Linked DNA regions of Bos taurus: region 1 is linked to region 2. Evidence: chromatin contacts called from public Hi-C data. All regions are on one chromosome and are shown on one strand. The core of a region is the stretch at or near the end of the contact, and the rest is flanking DNA. Distances in the headings are between cores, read along the strand shown.

The links. A called contact is a pair of places that touch in the nucleus more often than the background predicts.
Region 1: a contact with region 2 is called in a Hi-C map of an unstated tissue, with 1.8 times the contacts expected there. The contact joins the promoter of NDFIP2 here to the enhancer-like site in region 2. A contact is called at or near these places in 2 of 11 Hi-C or Micro-C datasets (8-cell embryo and an unstated tissue).

The regions. Positions count from the first base shown.
Region 1 is chr12:54,576,601-54,580,781 of ARS-UCD2.0, forward strand. NDFIP2 (Nedd4 family interacting protein 2) reads left to right here and starts at 2,037. Exons shown (of 8, transcript NM_001205720.1): 1 at 2,037-2,403. The coding sequence starts at 2,083.
Region 2 is chr12:54,543,805-54,547,968 of ARS-UCD2.0, forward strand. No RefSeq gene overlaps it. Among named protein-coding and RNA genes, the nearest start is that of NDFIP2, 33 kb to the right of the region's middle. Within about 2 kb of position 1,992, at least 34 of the 102 cell types and tissues checked have an H3K27ac peak or open chromatin away from gene starts, as enhancers often do.

The DNA.
Region 1 (4,181 bases), core at 787-3,286, 33 kb after region 2:
TCCTCTGGAGAGCCATTCTGAGCTCTTTCTGCCCATTTCACAATGAAGTGCAACAGTGGACAGAAAGAGAAAGGAGTTGGTTCGCTGGTTGGATGGTTCATTTTAAGGATGTATTGCAGCATGGTGCTTAACATAGTGGGGGCTCTGGAGTCTGTCACCACTTGTTAGCGATTGGCTTTGGAAAGTTCCTGAACCTCCCAGTGCCTTAGTTTCCTGATTTGTTAAACCTGGATGACAATCGTGCCTACATCATGGAGATGCTGTGAAGACAAAATAACAGCTCATGCAGTTCTTGGCTTGGGAAGGGGTCAACACATATTAGCTCTTCTCCTTTTCTTTCCCCTCTTTCTCTTCCTCCTCTTCACTGAAAAGACACTTTCCTGTTGAATTTTGTCACCTGCTCTCTAAATTACCAAACCATTCACAAAACTTGGGAGGAGAGTAAAACTGAAAGATCTGTTACTCTAACAAGATTTAGGATGTTTACTTTTGGTCAGGTCACTGGTTTTCACCATTATGTTCTCATTACTGTTCTGGGTGTGCTAGGTGTAAAAAATGGCCTCCGTTCTGTGCAGCAGCTTGTTTGAAAGACAAATGGACATATAAATGATTAATGAAAGTGCAGCTGCATATAAAATTAAGTTCTAAAGGAATGGTATAGATCATAAGCGATGTAGGGCTCTAATTTCATTTTGCTGACACTGGTGGTTGTCTTGATTGTTGAAAGGTAATATCATTTGAGGTGAAATTGTGAGAGTGAGTTCCTGTACAGCTACACAATGAAATGTCATGTTTATTATCTTAAACCGAAAATGCATTAAGTTACACCTGAAGAAAGCCTGGGCTTCCCCGGTGGCTCAGATGGTAAAGAATCCGCTTGCAATGTGGGAAACTTGGGTTCAATCCCTGGGTAGGGAAGATATCCTGGAGGAGGAAATAGTTACCCACTCCAGTATTCTTGCCTGGGAAATTCCATGGACAGGAGCACAGCGGGCAAAAGTCCCTGGGATCACAATAAGTGGGACAGGACTCAGCGACTGAGCAACTAAGCACAAAGAAAGGTTAAAGACATTTAAGTATGACATTATCGTTGCCTCTTATTGTATCAGCCTATTAATACTTTCCACCACTAGATGTGTCAAGATGGCAGAAATACCAAGAACTGATCAATGCCTTGAATAAAACAACGGGGAAGGCTTACATTTTTCAGTTGCTCTCTCAATGAATGTCTCTCCTTGTTGTATTTTTGCTGTTTTTAACTAGGTGATGAGGCGCACCCACTAGCCTTTTTCATTGCAGGGAATCTCCTTTGGGGATTCAGGAGGGAAGTAAAATAGAAAAGACAACTGAGCCAAATCACGTGGGATCATAGTTTTCAGTGTATCGAAACTCTTTGGGTTAAAGAGAACACCGCCCCATCATATTCTTTTACTTGCTAGAGAAACATGCTTTGTGTCTGGTGGGAGATACACACGGTAGGTCAAGTGTGGTTAACCGGTTATTGAGATCGTCTTACTGCACACAAAGCGAATCTTTACTGTTAAACCCTTTGGAATTACTGATGTGAATATGACCCTAGAAGAGTCCTATATTATTTCATTATCTTCTTGTATCCTTTCAGTAACCTAGTGCTCTAGGGGCTCCTTTCCTCGGCGAGATACATGAGTGTGGCTGAAGACTCCTTGTTGGACTCTTAAATCTCTTATTAGCAAGAAGGGGACAAACAAAACAACCTAAAATGATATCTCTTAACTCACTAATGGTTTTTGAATAAGTCTTTTAGGAGTGTCCTAGCATTGTTCTAGGCTGGGTGGATAACAAGACGTGTGAGGAAACACGGTGACCTGTCCTCAAGTGTTCCTGGAATGCGTCTCTTTTATCCTCGACAACGTGACTCTGCCTGCAAGCAACCCTTCGGACTGAAAAGACCAATCAAGGACGGTGATAATTTTTTTTCTCCGCTCCTTTAGCCACCACCCACTCCCGACAGGCTGACAACCTAGATCGCTCCCCTGGACTTGCCTGACTTTTCCATTTCATCCCATTTCATCCCACCCAGCGAAACCCCCCCTTGCGACGCGGATGGGACGCCGGAGGACCCAGCGAGCATGCGCGACCATCCCGAGCATGCTCAGTAGCGCGCACGGCGCCCCGGAGCTTCGCCCCCAAGCTGCGGCCGACGCGGAGGTTTCCGCGGCTTCTGCGGCAGCGACGGGAAGTGAGGCGGCCCGGCCGGGCGATCGCGGCCGCAGAAACAGAGGCGGAAGAGTCGCTGAGGCGACGACGTCGTTGAAGGGGGTGGCCGAGGGGGCTGAGTGCCGAGGGGACTCACCCACTCGGAAGCCGGACCCCGAGCCGGGCAGGATGGATCACCACCAGGCGGGGACTGGCCGCTACCAGGTGGTGAGTTTCTGTCCCCAGCCCCGGCCTCCTGCGCCTCCCGGAACCCCGGGATTGTCCCCCCACCCCTCCGCCCCCCGTGGATTCCAGAGCCCCTTTCCACCGGTTATCCCCGGTGGGGCATGTTGGATGATTTGTTTTTGGCTCTTCTGGCAGGACCGTGCTTCCTTCACATCTCTCGTATTGGAGCCTGCCTGTGGATCCTTTGAGACCCTTCTTTCTAGACCCAGGTCGTCTTTTAGGTCCTTATCCTTCCGCTGTTAGACATCGCCCCCCCCCCCCCGCCCCCCGCCTCCTTTTAGAACTTATATCTCTTTTATTTCTCACTTTCTCGATCATTTCGTCATGCCCTGACCCAGTTACTTCAGAGATTTTCCAGTGGATTGTGTACTGGAAATGAGTTAACATACCTGCTGGGAAGGTGATCTTCGTCATAGATGGAGTGGGTGGGAAGGAGGGAGAGGTAAGCACTAGGTGGGGTGGGATGTGGATTTGGCTTAAAAAAAAAAAAGTGTGGGTTTAAAAATTGCGCAACTGTAGAGAAAGTCGTGGGGCTGATCTATCTATTTCTTAGTCCTAGTTAACCTTGTCATTTTGGCCTTTTCTGTTTTTATTAGAAAAACGACTTTTTTTTCCTATTTTTTTTTTAATTGGTGGGAGGGGAAACAGGAAGTTTTCCTAAAAATGCTCATCGTGTTTGAAAAATTAATTTTCTTTAAGTACAAGGTTTTCCAGTTTAACCATATTAATCCTTTGTAAGTTGAAATGAGTGAAAAGTGGCCCTCTGTGTTTTCCCGTGTCCGTTTTTCTAGTATATATTTTTCTTCTCATTGGAGAGTCCTAGGTAAACCCTGTTTAAAAATGGACTCAGCTATAGTTGACTATTTCCTTGCAGCTAGGTAGCATGTTATTCTGTAAACTTTGAGGTGGTAATTTAGTTAAGCCTATTTTCTGAGGGAAAGGAGAAAAACGTTAATTATGGAGCACCGATGGTACAATTGACAGTACTGTTTGTAAGATTTACAAATCTAGATATGTTAGTGCAGATTTCATATTTCAAATCTATTTACACAGGTGAGACTTATTGTGAACTAAGAATTTCTATTAATAAGTGTACTTTGACAAATATGAAGGGTCCTGAAAGTTAAAATCCCAATGTATGTAGTTTTGTGGTATATATATATATGTATATTTTAAGATAAAAACTCATTATGCATCAGTTTCATCTGGTTTACATCCAGTAAAACCTCCAAATGTTGTATGTTCATTTGGAATTCTGTAAAATGGGGTGTGGGGGGTATACCACAATAAAGTTATTGATCTGAATTCTGTAAAAATTCATCAGTATTTTCAGAATGGTTTGGAAAATATTGCTGCCAGTATGGGAAGACATTTTTCAAGTTGTTAGTGTATACACTTTTGATGGTTTGTTTTCTTTTTTTAAGGCATATTCCTATTTTTGCAGATGTTAGTAAAAATAAAATATTGAATATTGTTACCAGTGGGTTTATTTCTTTTCTCTAATCACTTTTCTTTCATTTTCCTATTTGTTTCCCTTTAATAGTGTTAGCCGATTCAAATTCTTTCTCTTTGGGGTTTTGCTTATAAGAGTCAACCATGTTCTCATATACAGATCCCTACTCAAAACATTATTAACTGACGTAACTATGCTTTAAAGTAATTTATTATAATGTCACATTTGCTTTCAGTAGCTATGGTTAATTGTTATTTTTAAGAATTCCTAAAACCAAAATGTTGGAAATTGCTCTGTGATCTTTAAG
Region 2 (4,164 bases), core at 742-3,241:
ATTGCCACCATGCAACAATGGCCAACTGGAAACATGCATGAAACATGCTGGAACCATGGCAGGCTTGGCTGGGACTCCCACATGCAGGTGCTAGCCCCTGGAGCTGGAACTTGGGCTTCTTTCTTTCTCTTTTCTCCTCCTCCCCTCCTTCCTTTCTTCTCTTCTTTTCTCTCTCTCTGCTTTTTCTTCCTTTTCTTTCTCTCTCTCTCTCTTTTTTTTTTCCTTCTTGGTCAAATAAAAAAAAAAAAAAAGGAAGAAGGGAAGGTGTGGGGGAGGAAAGGAAGTAAGCAGAAAGGAAAAAAGAAACAGCTTGCTATGTATGGTATTTAAAATATAATCTCAGTTTATTCTTTAGACATAGTTCTACCATTTGACACTGTCCATGAGTGAGTGTGAGCTAAGTCACTTCAGTTGTATCTGACTATTTGCAACCCCGTGGACTGTAGCCTACCAGGCTTCTCTGTCCATGGGACTCTCCAGGCAAGAATACTGGAATGGGTTGCCATGTCCTCCTCCAGAGGATCTTCCCGATTCAAGGACTGAACCTGCATCTCTTATGTCTCCTGTGTTGGCTGGTGGATTCTTTACTACTAGCGCCACCTGGGAAGCCTATTCCAGAGTTATATGCTTTTTTTCCCACTATATAGACATATATACACATGCATGTGTGCGTGTAATATCACATATATATATATTTATACACAAAAATTTTATATATATAAATAAATATATACAACTACAATTTAAATGTGAAATTACCAAAAAAAATTCAGTGTGAATCTTATTTTTTCTTTTGCTATCTCCCCTTTCACCCACTCATGAGTATACTAAACCAATAACACTACAGTGCGTATCATCTACTCACTGTGATTACCAGGACCATTTGAATTATATGGTGAGAAATATTTCTGGAGTTTTAAACCCTCTTGAACTATATTGGAGCCTTATACTCTTTCCTCTGAATTGCTTAAAATATAGTTTTTTAAATTTAGGAGAGTTGCTCTAAATTAGATTTTAAACTACCTAAAATTAGCTTGTGTCCAGCCTTTTTCTCCAGACCTATGACAAACTCTAAAATAACAAAATGTAAGCTCCTTAACACTCTCCTACATCATCTTCTGCCATTCCCACCTTCACACCTTATGTTCCAACAAAACTGAGCTGCTTAAAATTCTCTAATCCTGTTGGCTCCAGGGCTGGTGATGGGAGTTAAGTACAAACACAAAGATGTTTTCTATGGCCCATTCACTAGGGTTTCTCCACTTTATGGGAGGTTAAAATGCTAAAAAGTATGCCAAGAGCTCTAACAGAAAATGTTAGCCAGTAAGTTTTTTCAAAGGTGAGGATATTTACTTATGATAACAGGTTTAAAGTGTAACAATAAAATAAAACAAAGATACTGGGGTTAAGATATCTTTTTTTTTTAAAATCACTTGAGATTGCAGTATAATGTACAAATTGAATGTGGGAATTTTGCTTGCACTGGTAATCTTTGTCATTCTAGGAGAGATACTGTAAATAAAGTTTTGAATAAACAGATCCTTAATAGAATGCCTAAGATTGCAGTTCTATATTTTATTTTGGACAATTACTGATAGCATTTAATGGGAAAATATAGTCCACAGTCCCACAGGAAATAAGATCCTCCTGCTCTTTTTCCCCCAATGGAAATAAAACATTTTATCTAGGAAGCAGAAGAGAAAGCCAATTTTATATAAATGGTATGCAAAACATAGTCATTGATTTTAGACTTCATTATACCAGTGTTCAAATAAATAAGAGCCCTACAAGAGAAATGACCAAAAAATAATAAAATAAAATAAAAACAGGGATTATTCTTGTGGCTCTAAAAGGTCATTAGAGAGAAAAGAGGATGAGTCACAAACCACCTCAGCAGAGCTGCAAATTGGGGCAATTCCCCAGAACTCTGTGTGTGGAGAAGTGGGGGTGGAGTGTGTTACTACTTAGAAAACAAGCACCTAGCAACAGCTAGGCAGTGACTCAGGGCAGTGACTCTGAGAGAGAGGAAATGGCGCAGCCACTGCTGAGACAGGTCTAAAATTTGGGTCTGTAAATCAGTACATGCCAGCTTCTACTGCCTTCAAAAGAAAGGGGTGGACTGCTTCTCCCTTCTTCAACAACGTTCCAGTTGCCCCTGTTTTCATATCCCATGCAATTCCACCTCTAAAGAAATGTGGGCCAACCAGCTGAAGGGAGGGGTGAAGCTGTGATATTTGTCCTCACCCAAACTGTTGTAGAACTTCATGAAGGGAAGTTAATACAGTTGGATTCTTTTGGGGGTAAACAAAAGAGAGAGAGAGACGAATCTGAGGCTCATTCGACAGCTGGAGAAGGTGCATAGATTTTGGCTACTTGATCAGTCTTTCAGAAAAGATTTAAAAAACAAACAAGCAAAAAAATAAAATGAAAAGAACTGCAAAGTGTAAGTTTAGCTCAGTAAAGAGAAAGAGTCATAAACAAAGAAACTGAGGGAAGTAATTCTGTGTGATAAAGTTTGTGGATATCAAGTATTACTGTGAATAGTATCAAAAGAGAAAAAGCTGGGCAAGTATCTATCATCTCTAAAGCAGCCCAAGTTATTTCTGAACCTGTAGCCAGAAAATTAGAAGACAAAAATAAAGTTTAAATGGATCTTTTAGTATGGGTGAGAGCTTAATACACTCAAAATAAGAAAGTTGTCTGGTTAGAAATCATTCTTGGTCCCTTAGATTGTCTAATATCTGCTGTAACCTAAACCACACTCTTCAGTTGTATCTGAATTTTGAAAATGTTGCTCCATTAGCTAAATAAGGACAGTCCTGAACCCACTTTGAGAAGCAGGAATTCTGATACTACCTCATTCCTGGTGACCTTAGCAAGTGTGTTAGTACCTTTCTTCTTCATATTTCTCCAGTGAAGGCTACCAACCATCCCTTCCTGACCTGATGCCCAAATATAAACAGGCTAGTGCATACCTAACCTCCCCCTAAATATAGCATCTCTAAAAAACAAAAACAGGATGAAATGAAAAGTGGCGAAGAAGAGCTATTAGAAATTTAACTATATGGTAGATAAAATCTTTGATAGAAGAGATGAACAATGAATTTAAGAAAATCTACCAGAAAAAAAAAATGACAAAATATCAAAGAAAAAAAACCTTCATTAAAAAAAATGTAATAGATCATAAGGATCAATCTAGGAGAATATCTGAAGAAAGAGGAGTTCAAGAAAAAGAGAACAAGCAAGTTTCCCAGAATTTAGGCCATGAGTCTTCAGATTGAAAGTATCCTGTTGAATATCAGCAACATAAATGAAGAAAGATCCAAACCAAGGCACATGGTCATAAAATTTCAGAACACCAGTCATGAAGGAATCATGAAAGTGTCTTTTTTTTTTTTTTAAGTGTCTTTACATGCAAGAGAATTAGAACCTTATGGCATCAGACTTGTTAGCAGCTATCCAGCATCCTAAGGACAAGGAAGCCATTCTTCAAACATTTGTGAGACAGTGATTTCCACCCAGACAAATTGATAATCAAGTATAAGGGTAGATGGGTTCCCCAGTGGCTCAGTGGTAAAGAATCCGCCTGTAATGCAGGAGATGCAAGAGACCCAGGAGACACAGGTATGATCCTGGGTTGGGATGATACCCTGGAAGAGGGCATGGCAACCCACTCCAGTATTCTTGCATGGCGAATCCCATGGACAGAGGAGTCTGGTGGGCTACAGTCCATGGCATCACAAAGAATCAGACACAACTAAGCGACTGAGCATGAGCACAGTGAGGGTAGATAAAGACATTTGCAGATACCTGAGAATTCAAACATGAACTTGTAGGAAACTACTGGAGAAGGTACTTCAACATGAGGGAGTATCCAGGACAACAAACTTCAGGGGCTACAGGAAAGAAGGGAGCCAACACAAGTAGGAGACAAAGGAACTGGCCAATAGCAAAAGGTCACCCTGTATGACAGCTGTGTAACATCAGTTCAGTTTAGTTCAGTCACCACCCGTGTCTGACTCTTTGCGACCCCATGGACTGCAGCACGCCAGGCCTTCCTGTCCATCACCAGCTCCCGGAGTTCACTCAAACTCATGTCCATCGAGTAGGTGATGCCATCCAACCCTCTCATACCCAAAAATAAATCAAGATTAGAACAAGAGG